Linked DNA regions of Mus musculus: region 1 is linked to region 2. The links are chromatin contacts, called in public HiChIP or PLAC-seq maps. All regions are on one chromosome and are shown on one strand. Each heading gives the region's core, a stretch centred on a gene start, on an enhancer-like site or on the middle of the called end of the contact. The rest is flanking DNA. Distances are from core to core; before and after follow the strand shown. Region 1 overlaps Gm34068 (predicted gene, 34068). Region 2 overlaps Hhipl2 (hedgehog interacting protein-like 2).

Region 1 (2,700 bases), core at 165-2,664, 370 kb before region 2:
AGGGGACTTGTGCCCCTGAACTCATATTTTATTCTTGATTCTACCTTTATTACATCTTCTGGCAAAACAACTAAAACTATCCCCTTAAACATTCTTCCTAAAATCATTAGACTCAAATCAGGAAGTAATCAATTCATCTAAGGAGCATTAATTCATGAAAGTTCATCTTCATGCTGATCTGCAGGGTCGAATTTGCTCAATAGGGTGGGCTGATGCCCAGGAAGAAAGTTTTATCAGAAGTAAAAAGCCATCCTGGGACGTTTCTGGGGCTGGGCCTCTCCAGACTGTACCCGTCATATCCATGTAAAATGGTGGGCTGTCTCCAGGAAACTCACTTGCTTCCCACATGGCCTTTCCTAGGTGGCTTCTGTCAATACACAAATAGACATACTACATAAACTATGTACATATACCCACCTCAAATACAAATATACATACACATATACATACCAGGCAAACTTGACGTATACACACCTCAAAAACACATACTAAACACTATGCACATATACCACACAGTCATCCAGAAAGCATTTCTTAGAGGAATGGGGAAAGGGACCCCCCATGGAACATCTTTTGTTCAGCCCATTACCTTCATGATGATTGATCCCAAAGGCTCACCTCTGCCTCATCATTAACTAGCTCCTTGAGCATGGGGAAAACTCACTGTCTCCTTTGGTTCTCATTTCTGTAACTGTTAGGAAACCACATGAATTAATGGCTTTTGCCCAATCTATCAGCTCACAATTCTTTAACAGGTATAAATCTGGACCGATGAGATCCAAGCTATGGACCATTTTGACCATTGCTTCCCAAACTGTGCTGACCTGAGGCTGCTCGGATGCCATAACTAAATCTGACCGCAAGTTCAATTTAATGTTTACAAGGCACACAAAGCTAGAAAGCAGCTTTTCATTCGTTTGTGTGGTGGTGTGAACACGTTGGTCTGGTGATTTCTGAATAATAGTTTTAGGGGAAGACTTATTGAGAAAGAACAAAAGTGTAGGTACTCCTTGCTGCCACTGGGCAAAGGGACACAAAATAAAAAGAGTAGAGACAAAGAAAAAGATACTGAAAAGTCCATTGGGTAGACCTTACTTGACAGAATCAACAAAACCCTGATAGAGTTTGGCCTGAGTCTTAAGTAACTCCAGATATATACCAAATGCCAGGTAATGTTGAGAAAGACATTTCTCCAGCCTGTAATTTGATATCAGTCTAAAAATGATGGAGTTAGATTTGACCACTTGCAAACACCTCACCATTGCTAAAATCACCGCTTTTCTGACAGAAAGTTATGTAGGCTGTTCAGTCTACTATCAACTGTGCATTCACAATTCTCAAACAGTAACCTCAGCCCCAGGGAGTGCTACTAAGCATTTGTGTACATAGGAAAGTAAGAATTCTTTTTATGTTTACTCAGGCTACAACATAAATGTAGATGGCTCTTGCCTGCCCCTGCAGAAGGCACTGTGTGATCAGATGCCCTGTACATGTTCAAGGTCACAGAAATCATTGTTGCCATTGCTTTGGGCTAAGGCTGCTTAGAGAATCAGGGTTAGTTTAGTCTATCAGACGCTGCCCTGCTGGTATTAACAACACATCCAGTGTTCTTCATATACTTGTGCCCATATGGAACTAGCTTATCTCAGATCTTGTCTGCATCTGAAGCAAGACATTTGTGAGCCAACAGACAAGCAGTCGGTGATCTTATCCCAGACCCAGACTTGCAGGTTGAGTTTAAATAAACAGGCAAACAAGCTAGGGAAAATATCCCTGAACACACAAGAGGAAAGCCATGTAGCTCATCAGCAAAAGTAAGCTTGCAACATCAGCCTCATTAGCACGGCCCAAAAAACAGGAGACGTCAAGTTACTGGATGGCAAGGATGTGATAAGAAACTTGATAATGCCCATCTGCTGCTGGGGTCAGGTCTGCCTCAAGCAGGAACCTGGCAATGCGCACATGCACGGAGGGCTTCGTGTGTGATGAGTGCTCATGTGTGTTTAAAGGAGCTGTGGGTGGGACAGTTAATATAGGGCTTTTCCATCCAGGAAATCTATATCCATTCCAAAGCCTGGACTTATTAAAATCTTGAAGTCTCTCACATCTGTTACAAGGCATGTATCATAGTTTAGGCACACTACTGGGTGCCGAGAGCTGGGTCTGAGGTTACAGGCTCTCTCATTGCCAACCCAGAGATCGTTATTATTGGCAGCCTTCGGGGCTTAAGAAGCATGATTCTAAGAAGAGCCCTCATGCTGGAAGGCTGTGAGCTGGCCAGCTGTGGTGGTCCCAACAGTGGATACCCCAAACCTCTCGGCTCAGTGTAACCAGAGCTCCTGTGAAAGAAGCTGCCCCCTGAGGTTTTTCAACAGCTTTAAAATTCCCCTAATAACTCATTCATAGTTCCTATTCCCTGGACCACCACCATGTCGATGGAAACTGAGTTGGGTCCAAACAGGATGAACTAAGCTTCTGTCCAAGCAAAAAACGTTATCCCAGGGCTGAAGGGCTTTAAATGGACCACGGATAATGTTTTATTGCCCCAGCACCAGGGTGAACTCAGCCCCCCACACTTAGCCTCACCTTTCACAATGTTATTTTTAGAATTCTCATTACACCCAGCTTAAACTCTAAAAATATGGTTCCCAGGAATAGCAGAACCTAGTTTTAATTGTGCAAAGAGAAACAAGTGCCTGT
Region 2 (2,700 bases), core at 5-2,504:
GCTCATGTTTCTTCAGTAGACAGCAAGATTTCCCAGGGAGGGAAAAGACCACACAGAAAACAGCCCACCGCCACCCAGGCTTCTTGACTGTCTGAGTCCCAGACTCAGAATGGACAGCATTATGCACTCAGTGAAGCATTCTCCTGTCTCAGGTCTCATCGGCCAAGATGACCAAGAGGTCATGGGTGACTTCTGCCTGCGGCCTGTCTCATCCCTACACCATGGCTGTCAAGATTGGGCTTCCTCTTGCCCTGGGGACGTGGGGACCACACTCTGCTTTTCTTCTTGGTACCAGGCCTTCGAAATGTTTTCTTGCTGCTTCGGGAAGAAGCTGGCTTCTTGAGGGAGCCCTTCTGAGATGCAACCCTGTCTGAGCTAGAAGTGAAGGTTGCGTTGGATGCTTTTCGGGCTGCTTTCTGCGATTCCTCCTTCAGCAAGTCCAAGACTGTGGCTGGAAGGTAAGCATTGATTCAGTGAGAAAGGGACACCCCAGGAAGAAGCTGTAAAAGGAGCCCTAAGGAACCTCACAGGGCCTGGCAGAGTTCTCTGGGCTGGCCTCCAACTCTGGTTCAAGCAATCCTCCTACCTCTGCCTCCTGAGGAACTGGTACTGTGAGTGCCGCCACACCCAGCTTGCCATAAGGGAACTGTGGTATCAATTGTTTGTATTGACATTGTTTTAATACCCCTATCAGGCCTGGCAGTAAATGCCTTCCTTTGTGGATTGAGGTCACTCCAGAGATAAGTGGTTCTGGGATGTCTGCCTAAGATTGCATCTTGCCTCTTAAAAGTCTTCCATGACTCCCTGTTTTACCATGAAGAATTCCTCACCTCAGGCTCCCTCACAGTAACCTACATAGCCTCCAAACCAGAACCTCACAACTAACTTATTTCTCTATGTCCCCCTCCCATCTGACTCCAAATTTGCATAGGTCAGAGGTGTTGAGTATCTGTTGCTGTATCTCCAGGCTTAGCACAGAACCTCCCACAAAGTAAATACTGAATAATTATCACCAAATGAATGAATACATAAACAATTGCATGCATGCATGGACGGATGACTAGAGGACAGCAGATCACAGTAGAAGCAGGCATCCCACTAATTCCGGTCTGCAGAAGAGATGCATACACTGAGCTACAAGTTAATAGTCCTCATAACCCTTTAGAGAGGAATTATGACCCCTGGAGCTCAAGACAGCTCAGCCATTGAGAACACTATCTGCTCTTGCTGAAGGCCCAGGATCAGTTCCCAGCACCACCCAGTGGCTCACAACCAACAGGAACCCGGGTTACAGGGCATCTGAAGCCTCATTCTGGGCTCTGTAGGCTCCTGCACACACACACACACACACACACACACACACACACACACACACAGGCAGTGCACATATACAAATGCAGGCAAAGCATGCAGACACAATAAATATTACAAGAAGAAAACAGGAAAGTCTGACCCTCCACCCAGGGGATTACCACGTGTTTGCTAAGGATGTGGCTGTACCCATGACTAAGCCAAACCTCAGGAAGGGACTCACCGGCGAGTGGCCGGAACCGGACCTTCTTACTCTTGGTTTTCACGGGCACTGGCTTGTATTTGCACTTGCCTGGTGGGGCTCGCCTATAAACACGGGCAGAGAGGGCAGTGTCACAAGTTGGTGAAATCACAATCACACATCGAGGTCTCCTCAGGGTGTACATTTACAAGAGCTGGGCTTGGCCCTTTCTTGTCCAGGGGCTGGGTAGTTATGGTAGGAGTGTGCGCTGAGCTCAGATGGAGAGGAGGAAGGGTCCCCAGTGCCTTCAGGAGGCAGTGGAGAATGGAGGTCAGCATGGGGTCTGGTGACAGGCACAACTGGGTCCATATCAGAGTAGCCCAGGACATCTTACAAAGCCTCAATTTATGCATCTATGAAATGAAAAAAAAAATGGTTTTCAATGGCTCACAGGGAAATAGTGAAGGTTAACTGAGAGCTGTGTCTCTGCCACACCATAAGTGACTGGTGAAGAATGGAGTTTAAAAAAATAACATTTGGACAAGGTCCAACAGATAGTAAGTGCTGAACAGATAATGGGGATGGTGATGGTGGTGATAGTGGTGATGATGGTGATGATGGTGTTGATGGTGACGATGGTGGTGATGGTGGTGATGGTGATGATGGTAGTGATGATGGTGTTGATGGTGACGGTGATGGTGGTGATGATGGTGGTAATGTTGGTGGTGATAATGGTGATGTGATGATGGTGGTGGTGATGGTGGTAATGTTGGTGGTGATAATGGTGATGTGATGATGGTGGTGATGATAGTGACAGTGATGGTGATGGTGGTGATGGTAGTAATAATTGTTGCAATGGTAATAATGAATCACTTTGGGCTGGTGAGATGGCTCAGTGGGTAAGAGCACCCAATTGCTCTTCTGAAGGTCTGGAGTTCAAATTCCAGCAACCACATGGTGGCTCACAACCATCCGTAACAAGATCTGACTCCCTCTTCTGGTGTGTCTGAAGATAGCTACAGAGTACTTACATATAATAATAAATAAATCTTTAAAAAAAAAAAATAATGAATCACTTTAAGAAAAATCCCTTCAAAGGGACAATGGGACAGAAGCTAAGCACGGCCCATCCTCACCAGCTAGCCTCGCCTTGCAGTTAAGTTGCATGTCCCCATGTGCAATGCCTGAAACAAATGGGGCTTTGGGCA

Evidence for each region. HiChIP or PLAC-seq counts read pairs in DNA pulled down with a chosen protein or histone mark.
Region 1: an HNF4G HiChIP or PLAC-seq map of pancreatic cancer cells shows a contact between it and region 2. The contact joins two enhancer-like sites. A contact is called at or near these places in 1 of 484 Hi-C or Micro-C datasets (nephron progenitors) and 1 of 115 datasets of contacts at active chromatin or transcription factors (pancreatic cancer cells).

The regions. Positions count from the first base shown.
Region 1 is chr1:183,807,080-183,809,779 of GRCm38.p6, reverse strand. Gm34068 (predicted gene, 34068) reads right to left here. Exons shown (of 3, transcript NR_151520.1): 3 at 34-367. Among named protein-coding and RNA genes, the nearest start is that of Gm34068, 59 kb to the right of the region's middle. Within about 2 kb of position 1,414, at least 6 of the 459 cell types and tissues checked have an H3K27ac peak or open chromatin away from gene starts, as enhancers often do. A contact at or near this core is called in pancreatic cancer cells, where this site is marked.
Region 2 is chr1:183,433,960-183,436,659 of GRCm38.p6, reverse strand. Hhipl2 (hedgehog interacting protein-like 2) reads right to left here. Exons shown (of 9, transcript NM_030175.5): 8 at 1,535-1,617; 9 at 1-451. The coding sequence ends at 180. Among named protein-coding and RNA genes, the nearest start is that of Hhipl2, 17 kb to the right of the region's middle. Within about 2 kb of position 1,254, at least 14 of the 459 cell types and tissues checked have an H3K27ac peak or open chromatin away from gene starts, as enhancers often do. A contact at or near this core is called in pancreatic cancer cells, where this site is marked.